Linked DNA regions of Arachis hypogaea: region 1 is linked to region 2. A link is a contact called in public Hi-C data. All regions are on one chromosome and are shown on one strand. The core of a region is the stretch at or near the end of the contact, and the rest is flanking DNA. Distances in the headings are between cores, read along the strand shown.

Evidence for each region. Hi-C and Micro-C count contacts between places; a contact is called where the count stands out from the background.
Region 1: a Hi-C map of an unstated tissue shows a contact between it and region 2, with 4 times the contacts expected there. The contact joins the promoter of LOC112771318 here to the promoter of LOC112771951 in region 2. A contact is called at or near these places in 2 of 8 Hi-C or Micro-C datasets (leaf and an unstated tissue).

Annotation. Positions count from the first base shown.
Region 1 is chr18:13,681,268-13,686,431 of arahy.Tifrunner.gnm2.J5K5, reverse strand. LOC112771318 (putative pentatricopeptide repeat-containing protein At3g23330) reads left to right here and starts at 2,970. Exons shown (of 3, transcript XM_072226295.1): 1 at 2,970-3,396. It overlaps LOC112771320, which reads right to left and starts at 1,911. Exons shown (of 4, transcript XM_025816025.3): 1 at 1,202-1,911; 2 at 1-833. The coding sequence starts at 821.
Region 2 is chr18:13,533,211-13,538,533 of arahy.Tifrunner.gnm2.J5K5, reverse strand. It overlaps LOC112771951 (trihelix transcription factor ENAP2), which reads left to right and starts at 2,741. Exons shown (of 2, transcript XM_025816816.3): 1 at 2,741-3,876. The coding sequence starts at 2,964. It also overlaps the pseudogene LOC112771793.

The sequences.
Region 1 (5,164 bases), core at 1,721-4,220, 150 kb before region 2:
AGAAGGCATAGCTTAGGAAACAATCCACAACCAGTGGCCGTGAAGTTTTCGGCTCCATTGCAGTCTCCGGTTTTATCTTCGCCATAACGAGGCAGAGCTTTAGGCCTATGCTGACTAAGATGCAGGGAAATTTCTGGTCTCAAAACTTTCTTCACCTCTTTTCGTTGTTGTTCTTGTCCTACAATTGTCTTCCTGAAGAATGATGCATATGGCTGTGTTCCGGATGTCAAGGCCTTTGCTGCCGGCAAGAACCTGTCGATTATGAAATCGCGATTGCTGGACAATGATGATAAGCTTCTAGATTGTTCCAGGACCTCTTGATCATCAAAAACACTAGTAGTGCTCATGAAGAATGATTCAGTCCTTGAAAGTGTCTCAAGAGCATCTACAAAATTCTCATCATCTGAATCAGAACCTGCTACCTTTTCGTTTTCCTTAACTTCCTCTTTGTCCGAAATCCTTACAGAATCAGAAACATTATTGCTTCCACAAGTCGAAACTGCATCAAAACATTGCTTCCTATTTACCTTTGAAACCTTCCCTGGTGGAGGATTTGGAGTGATTAGACCATGTTTTTGTGAATTGCTCTGTTCTTTTGGTTTTCCAGGAGCTTTTTCCCACACAAATGGAACAGCACCTGCAGTTCTAACTGGACCTGACTTTAAATCTGATTTGTATAAAGGTGGAGAGGGTAATCTTGTTGATGAATTGCTATCTCTCTTGCTCCTTTTGGAGGACTTTGTCGATGAGTATCGCCGCACCGATAGAAGTGGCTGGCTAAGGTTTAACTGTTTTTCTTCCATTAGATCTTTGAGTAACATGTAGTGTAGTTTCTGCAGAACTCAGAAATCAAATGTAATTTGAAAATCAAACTAGGCATTTCCCAGCAACATGTAACAAATTTATCAAGAAAATTAAAATGATATTATGTTTTGGTTATAGATGAGTTCACATTATATCATTCAGCTTTGTAAATTGGTGCTATAAGAAAATTGAAAACAATATGGAATTGAAATTGGAAAAAGAATCCAATGCAGCAGAGGATAAAAGACAAAGGAACAGTTTCAAGAAAAAGAAGCTGCAGAATTTCAAGATTTTGGTCTTGTATGAGAATCAGAATCAAAACAAAGCATCAAAGAAATGCAAATTGCAGTTCTAATTGAGCCAAGACTATAGAACTTCATTGGACAAGAATTGTTACCAAGAAAATTCTGAATGCTGCATTGCAATTTAGAACCTAGAAGCATTCTCTCATTCCAAATAGAAACATGTGTTTCTTCTTATAGATTCCTTAATGTACAATCATCATCATCATCATCGTTTTACCAAAGCAAGAAACACCAACTAACACACTAACACAGAAAAAGTGAAAGAAAGAAAGAAAGAAAGAAAGAGAGTTTTAAGGGAAAGAACCTTTTGAAAACCTCACTGCTTTTTCTTCTTCCTTTGGAAAAGGCTAACCCTGAAGCAGTGTCGAAATTTTGGTGTCATGCACAAGAGAGCACCAGAGAAATGAAGGCAAAGAGATTAAGAAAGAAAAGAAAGGAATTTTTTGTTTTTTTAGAATAAACTATTTTGTACGCTTGTGTTTATAATACCATATACTTGGTTGGTTTCACAGGTAAATGCATAATAATGGTTCCTTTTTATTCAATTCAGCATTGAATTCTTTTGTGTGCAGACCAAAATAACAGAATGTAACTTATGTATAAGCACATTATGTTCTGATTAATTTTAGCTAGGTGCCACGTGGCGTGTGGGATCGTGTAACAATGAAGGTGAAGAAATCATGGTACAGAGTACAGACAAATAAAGTGATTGTAATAATGATATACTATATGGTCCAAGACTATGGATGAAATTAAAATTTGTTGCACAGGGCCAAAGGAAAAGACCAACCGTGTTTTACGTGTTAGGTCACTTAAGTAGTTAAGTGTATATATAAGATATGATCTTGTCCATTTCTTTATTTCTTCTTTAATTTCTTGCTAATAAAATTAGGAATATGCTAAATCAAAACTTGAAGGATTACTTTAAAACATTCCTTGTTAATATTGATATTTGATGTATGTTATACTTAAGAGAAACTACAGATTTATAGTGAGAGTAATTATACTTTAGGCCTCTTATGGGGAAAAAAAATAATTATGATATATATCTGTGCTTGGATACTATCGGAATATTTGCAGAGTAACAGGAAGGAATAAATTCTCCTTGTATGTACTGAAGGGAGATTATATATAGTTATAGTTATTCTCCCAAAATGAGAAGGATATTGCTGACATTACCAAAACAATTAATTTAAGAAAAGAACATCGCCATGGTGATTAGATTATAATTGTATAATATTTTTATTTTATCGCCATGGTGATATTGATGAAAGTTTTTATTTAAAAAAAAAAGTTTTTATTTAAAAAAAAAAGTTTTAGTTGGCACTTTTTTCCATTGATGAGAATTTTTTTATTTTAAATGATTTTTGAATTAAAAATTTAGTATTAATAAAAGAGTCAACCAACTAATTTTGTTATTTAGTATTATAGTTAAAGGTTAATTCTCTGTCTTTATTATATTTTTTCAGATTATTCTATTATTATTTATTACTCTCATTAGATATGCAATTCAATTTTGGATATTACATTTCATCTAGGTGGCTAGCAGACTAGTTTCTCTGGTCCCCTAAATAAACCTAGGTTGGAAGAAGAAATGAAAAAATAAAAAAATAAACGAACCCTAGTATGTTGTTGTAAAAATCAGACCGACCCGTTAGTCGAACCGAAATATCGGTCACCGGTCTACAAAACCGAACCGAATGGCAATAGGAATATATGGGTCTGAAAATTGGAATATATGATTGAACTAGTCCAACCCTGAATCGGACTCTAATACGGTTTGATCTACTGTTAAAAACTGCTCTTTTTGAACCGTTGAACTAGCCGATTCTAATGAAACATCACCGTTTAAGGTTCTGTGTCTAGGGATAAAAAAATCCTCCTCCTCCTTTAGTCATTTCTGATTTTTTCAGTTCCTCAGACTCTCTCCTCTCTCAACTCTCAACCCTAGGATATAGCCTCCGCCACCGCCGTAAGGAGAGACTCAGTGCTACCGCCGTCCATTGTGCTCAGGGGCCACCGTCACAGGGAGTGAAAAACTGCCATCGTTCGCTGCGTTGTAGTCGTGCTCTAAGTCTCCCCCTGTTCACTCTCACAGTCTCACCAATCGCAGCTTCTTCTTCGAGCTCGGTGTCTGACGTTGTCTTCTTCTACTCAGCCCCACTTCATATGGCTTCCCGTGGTGGCTCCGTGGACTGTGATAACTAAGAAGATTATAGCTGTTGTAGAAACTATTAGAAGCACCAAAACCCCAACAACTAATGCTACATTGCTACTACAGGAATAGGTACATTGTTTTTCTGCTTCTCAATTGTTTTGATATGTTGGTTGCATGATGATGCAGAACTACATAGGTATGGATTTTGCCCCATAATAGCATTTTCAGATTAAAATAAAATGATTAAAATTAGATCAAGAATTAAGAATATCTTTGATTACTAGTCATTAGAAACTTTAGACTTTGGATTTTTGACTATTTGATATTAACTAAGCATGCATGCCTCAATAATAGTGAACCTTTAATTTCTTTGATCTATTAAGGAGTTTACTGGGAACTAAACCAGTGAAGTTGTTATTCTCCAAGTTTCTGCGAAAATAGAAATTGCTATGACACCCTTTTTTTTTTTATAACCAAATAAACTGTACTTATCGTCTAAACAGGAGATTAACTTATAAAAATTTTAGTGATTGTAGCTGTATCAGAAAAATAAGGTATAAATCCACTTAAGCTATTATTTGATTAATCACTATTATATGTTTTAAAAATCGGTTCAAACTGGTCGGTCGAACCAATTAAATCGCAAACTGATGAGAATCACGGTTCGGTTAGATGCCAAAACCGCAAAAATTAAAAACTGGAGTTGAACTGCTAAACCGGCCGGTAACCGGTCAGTCGACCGAACCGGGACCCAGCCGGTTTTCTTATTTTGCCCAAACAACGCCAAAACGCAGCCGTTTAGCATTATGATCCCTAACCAGTAACCCTCCCAACCCTTACCAACCCTAACTCACTCCAGGTCTCCAACGGCGCAGCAGCAGCAGCACCCACTCTCTCCCTCGTCCCTCCCATCACCCTCGAGCTAGTCGTTCCTCTCAACGCCGGCCATCTCAGTCCCTCCCTTTCGTTCAGCCGCCGGACTGATCTTGACGCCGTCGCAAGTTGGAGCTTCGAAGCTCACTCGGTCCCTCACTCCTGCTCGTGCAGCTAACGTCTCAGACTCTCAGCAGTGGAAGCACAGTCGCCGGGCTCGCCTCCTGCCTCCATCGCGAAGCTCTCTTCCACCGTCGCCGGCGCCATCTCTGTTCCTCCGTCGCAAGCTCTGTTCCTGCCTCCGTCGCCAGCTCTGTTCTATGCTTCATTGCTTCTAGCTTCTAGGTATTTTTTTTTTAACAATAATTGTTGAATAATTATTGTTGAATAATCTGTGAACTTGTTATGGGTTGAATAATTGTTAATTAATTTGTGAATTACTAGGTTGAATAATAGGTTGAATAATTGTTCTTAATTAATCTGTGAACTTTGCTGTTTTTTTCCCCTCCAACCCCCCTCTTTTATCTGTTGTATTTTATTTAATTTCTTGGTGAATATATGCATGAAAATGGTGACATGGAAAATCAAATCAGAATGATATCTTCTACTCTATGATCGGAAATATGAAACACAGAAACTGTTTGTATTGGTGGTGAAATTCTGGATATGTCGTTTCCTATAATCTTTTATGAGTTGTAGTGCATCATTGCAGTATTAACTTTGACTTCATCTAGTAAGAAAAGTCTGTTCTAAAAATCAACGAGCCATTGTTCTGGGGAACAATTGTTATGTTTTCACCATATGTGAAGGCATTCTGCATTAACCATTGTGTTGCTGCTGATAGTTCTTTGAATAATCAAAGTGGTTTTGATCACCAGGAGTGGAAATAATTTAACAGTAGTATGCTTCAAAGTTTCAGAATTTTTCCTGAGTTGTATTTTCTGGAATGCGTGTTTGTTTGGTTTATTTTAAAATATCATGTATCTGTGTAATCGTATTTATAAAACAAACATAACTAGGTTAT
Region 2 (5,323 bases), core at 1,492-3,991:
CTAATTTAATGCACATGAGAATATATTATTTAATTAAAAATAATAAATAAAAATTATAATTATTTCATAATAAACTAATAGGACAAATAAAAATTATTTCATATCATTAACTAATTTAATGCACAACAGAATATATTATTTAATGAAAAATAATAAATAAAAATTATATCATATATGTCTAATCAAATTCTAATTATCTACTCTTTCAACAATTCTCATCCAAATAAATTCTAAATATCTAATTAACTAATTAATTACTAAATAAATCAAAACATATCAACTAATTCTATATTAAAAATAATAGATATATAAACTCACCGGAAATATGTGTGTGTGTTTTTTTTTTTTTTACCGAAAATAAAAAGACTTCGCAACTTCTTAAATGAGTATAAGAGCACTATGTCATTTGAGTTATATCACGTTGACAACTGATCGAAAATATTAGTTTAACCTGATTTTAGACACTATATGTGAGATATGACTTTGAACCGATAAACATAAATATACTAAAGATTACACATCTCCGTAAATATTATATTTAAATAATTCAAATAAAAAAAAATCCTTCCCTCAAATATGTATTCCATATTTCCATTTTATCATTTTATCTCCTCTTCGTTTTAGAGAATCTTAAAGGACATTAGTTTCTCTAATTTGAATGTCAACTCTCCCACTCAAATTCGGCTCCTCTTAACAAACCCTAAAACCTTCTAACTTTTAAAACTATGCTGAATGCTTTGGCCATCTTTTTCGTCTTAAATCTTATTCAGTGCAATGTAGCTGCTCCTTTTGTGAATCTTTGAAGCTTTGCATCAGTGAGTTGATTCAACCATGTGTGGAGGTGGAGGATCAAATTAGCACTCAGAAGAACAGCCATAGCTGAAGCTCAGCTTCCACCATGCAAAGAAATGATGCCCAATTTTCTTATTTCAAGGTTAGCTTCTTCCTTTAAAACCCTAAACCTCAACAACCCCAACTCCCAATTGAATCTTCTTCAACAGCATAAATCGCATCTCCTTTTCTTCAATTCACTCGCAACCAAAGATACCAAACGCCCAAAAGATCGCAACTTTACAATCTCCTACCTAATCGCCACATGCGGATTCTCTCCCAAAACCGCCGCGCTTTTGTCACAAAAGGTTCACTTCAAAACCCCTGAAAAGCCAAACGCGGTCTTAGCCCTCCTCAGAAAATATGGATTCTCCGAAACGCAGGCTAAGTACATTCAGAAGCGACCCATGTTGCTCCTCACTGATGCAGAAAAGATCAGTAAGCCCAAGCTCAAGTTTTTCTCCTCCATTGGGATTTCACGCGTTGACCTTCCAAAACTCGTGATTGAGAACCAAACCCTGTTAGCCAGGAGCCTTGGAGCTTGGAGAAGTGCCTCATTCCGCGCTATGAGGTCCTGAAGAGTGTTGTTCGAAGTGAGCAAGAAGTTATTAGTTCATTGAAGCGTGGTGCAATGGCTTTTGTGTTGTGTGATGTGATAAAGAATTTGATTCCCAACACAAAGATTTTGAGAGATTTGGGTGTGCCTCAGAGTTCTATCTCAATGTTGGTTCTGTTTCACCCGATCATGGGTTGTTAAAGGTGTGAAGTTGGCAAAGGAAATGGGGTTTGATCCTAACAAGTGCAGTTTCATCAGTGCCATACATGTGCTCTTGCATATGGATCGGAAAACGAAGTCTTTGGAGAAATGGGGTTGGTCAAAAGAGGCGTCCCTTTTGTCGTTTAGAAAGTTCCCTGCTTTTATGTCATATTCGCCGGAGAGGATCGGGCCAGCAATGAGATTCTTGGTGGAGGATATGGGTTGGTCTTCCGAGGAGATTGCCAGGTTCCCCACAACTCTAGGATACAGCTTTGGAGAAGAGGGTTATCCCTAGATGCCATGTCATTAAACTAGTTCCTTATTGCCTATATGGATCAATTGACGACATAATACCCTGTCATAAACCAATGTGATGTGAGATTTAAGGGGATGGCAATTAAGGTGTGACATTGACATGAAAGAGAAGGAAGGCTGTGATACAAAATGTGTTTGGAAGCTTCTTTTAAAAAAAAAAAAGAATAGAGTAAAATTAGCTATTAGAGAACTCCAAGATCCTCTCTTTTTTTCTTTCCTGTATTACTGACCATTATTATTTATCCTCTAAAACTTATATAATCAATGAACTATTTTATAAAATATGTATTAAAATATAAAATCCATATTAAAATTATATAAAATAAAATAAGACATATAAAAATACATAAAACATATGATTATAAAATCTTTATGTAAAAATGAGAAGACTATGCCATTTGAGCTATAATTTGTTGGGATAATCTAATTAACCCTTATTTTAGAAGACATTTAATTGTTTATAGTTTTTGTCGCTGTGGTGTTAACATCATAAATAAAGCCCCCTCCAAAACACAACCAAAATCACCACTTCCAAATTCTAATAGACCTCTAATCCAACAACAGCTTTTCCATATTCTTTTGTTTTTTGCTAAATCTTGTCGGTTTTTGGTCATGTATTTTCTAAATCTAATGTTATTGATTTTGTTTAGACCATATCATTGAAAATAGTAGGCCCAAATACCGCTAATCCATCCTTCGATGTCCATAGACCTCGATCTGTTATTGGTTCAGAATCAAAAGCAACTTTTTTTTTATTATAAAACGTTTATAACTAATTTAAACCCTAACAACCGTATTAAAGGCCCATAAAGAGTGCATAAACTCGAACCCAGTTCTGTCCAAAGGGCCTTCCTTCCTAGTAAAGGCCCAAAAAGAAATTCCAACGAAAAAACAAAAAGCAGTGTTTCCCGCACGTTAATGGCCTAACGAAGTACATTGCCAAAGCTTTGTCTCTCAGGCGAACCAACCAACCGTAATTTCTCTCTGCCGAACCCACCGCCACCGCCACCACCACCGTTACTCCTTCCAAATACCACAACCCGCGCCTCACCTTTTCCCCATGGGATCCCCCGCTGAAGCACCATCTCCTGATGCCGCACCCGCATCATCTCCTCCTCCTCCTCCGCCGCCGACGACTCGGCCCTCACCGTTCCCCGGACGGGAAGACTGCTGGTCGGAGGAGGCCACCTCCACCCTCATCGACGCATGGGGTTCCCGTTACCTCTCCCTCAGCCGCGGCAGTCTCCGCCAAAATCACTGGCAGGAAGTCGCCGCTGCCGTCAACGCCGCCCACGGCCACGACCCGAGACACCGCCGCACCGATGTCCAGTGCAAGAACCGCATCGACACCCTCAAAAAGAAGTACAAGGTCGAGAGGGCTAGGGTTTCCGATTCCACCGCCGGCGACGATGACGGCGACGGACGCGTATACTCCGGCACATGGGCTTTCTTCCACCGCATCGATTCTCTCATCGGAGACACGTATCCTTTGAAAAAGCAGTCCCCGCCGGTGAAATCCTCACCTCGCCTTAAATCCCCTCCGGCGGCGAAGCCTTCGCCGCCGCCGTGGACGGTGACTCCGGTAGGTCCCCGATCCGGAACAAAGAAGCGACCTGCGCCGATGAGTTCCGATGACACTTATTTTCGCCGGAAGTTCTCGGCTTTTGCGGCCGCCGCGGTGGCGGCGGCTGCGGCGGAGAGTGAAGATTCAAAGGGGAGCAGCGAGAAGAGGAGAAGGGTAACAAAAAACGATGAAGAATGGGAAATTGGGTACCGAGAATTGGCACATGCTATTGAGAAAGTTGGTGAGATATATGAGAGAGTTGAAGCGGCGAAGAGGAAGCAAATGGTTGAATTGGAGAAACAAAGGATGCAGTTTGCTAAGGATTTGGAGTGTCAGAGGTTGAAGCTGTTCATGGAGACTCAGCTTCACATACACAAGATCAATAATCACTCTTCTAATGATGCTGCTGGTGAGCTTTAATTGCTTAGTTTTTTGCATAGTTTTGTTGTTGCTTTTGTGTCTTTGCATCTCTTTTTTGAATTGAAATGCTGCGTTTGGTTTTTAACTTTTTATTGGGGGTGACTCGTAATGTAAGATTGTAAGGTAATGTGTCCGTTGTTTTGTATCTTTAGAATTAGACATAGAATTATATATTTCTAACTCCCCATATAACATGGAATATAAATATATGATTGAAGAAGTAGCTTTTTTTATACATATTGTGCCTAAAGATATTAGGACACTTAAATGTTTACTAAAAATCTTAAAGGTAATATTTTTGTTCTGTTTGGAAATTAGAATTGTAACAGAAGGAAACTTCATTTGACTGGTTTCTATTATATTTGTCATCATTGCTGGATGTTTGTTTTACTTCCCAGTTATATGTAACTTTTATGTGCTTGTCACTTGGTTTTGTCATTTGGATGTGAATAGCAAGGTCCACTTGTGCTGCCAAACTTTCTAGAAAAGCTAAAGGGTTGACTAAGTATTTAGTTTTTATCTGATTTTTGCTATCTGATATGAAATAATACTGTAGAATTTTATATTCTGTTTATCTTATAATAATTATACTAAAACCACAAAGCTTACAGAATATCTAAGTTCAGATGTCTGATCTTTGTCCTATTTGTTTTATTAAATGTTGGTGATATTAAGGTAAACAATGTGATCAGTTTAGTTGAGGGTTTGGGTTGCATGGTGGATGCTATGATTCATTCTTGCAATGTTCACTCATTGAGTCATTGTATACTCATCCATATAATTATAGCAAATTAAAATAAAGTAAAAGAAATACTGACAAATTCAAATTCAATGACACCAAGTCTGGGCAATAAAAGCCCAACAAAGTTTGCTAGGATAAACAATTAAAGAACAAAGATCAAGGAGAAAATAAAAATTAACGAGATAGGAAGAAAAAAAAATTATTGAGATAGAGTTGAGGGGGTTGGGAACTTGTGATGTAAAGTAATAATGTTGCTAAAGGAAAACAGTTTTGCATTTTATTTGTATATGCATTGGTCAAACCATCCATGTCCAATTTTTCTGGTTCAGTCCCTCACCAAATTAGAGGTATCAAAATTTAAAACTTTTTTATTTGGATTATAGGTTTGGTTGGGACCACCAGAATTGAAAGAAATTAGTGTTGGACTTTGTTTAATCCAGATTGAGATTACTAAATATCAAATGTTGTTTATATAATACAAGTAATGGTAATCATGATTACGAGTAAACAAAGTTTGTGCACTGCATGAATTTATACAAAAACTTTTTATGGTTTATGCAATACATGATGCATATGTCTTGATTGTTCATCATCAATAAAATTATTTATTAATTATTGTTATAAATAATTGAAAATCTTATCCATTGTCTGAAAAAACAAGTGATTTCATTCAAATAATACTATAAATTCCTTT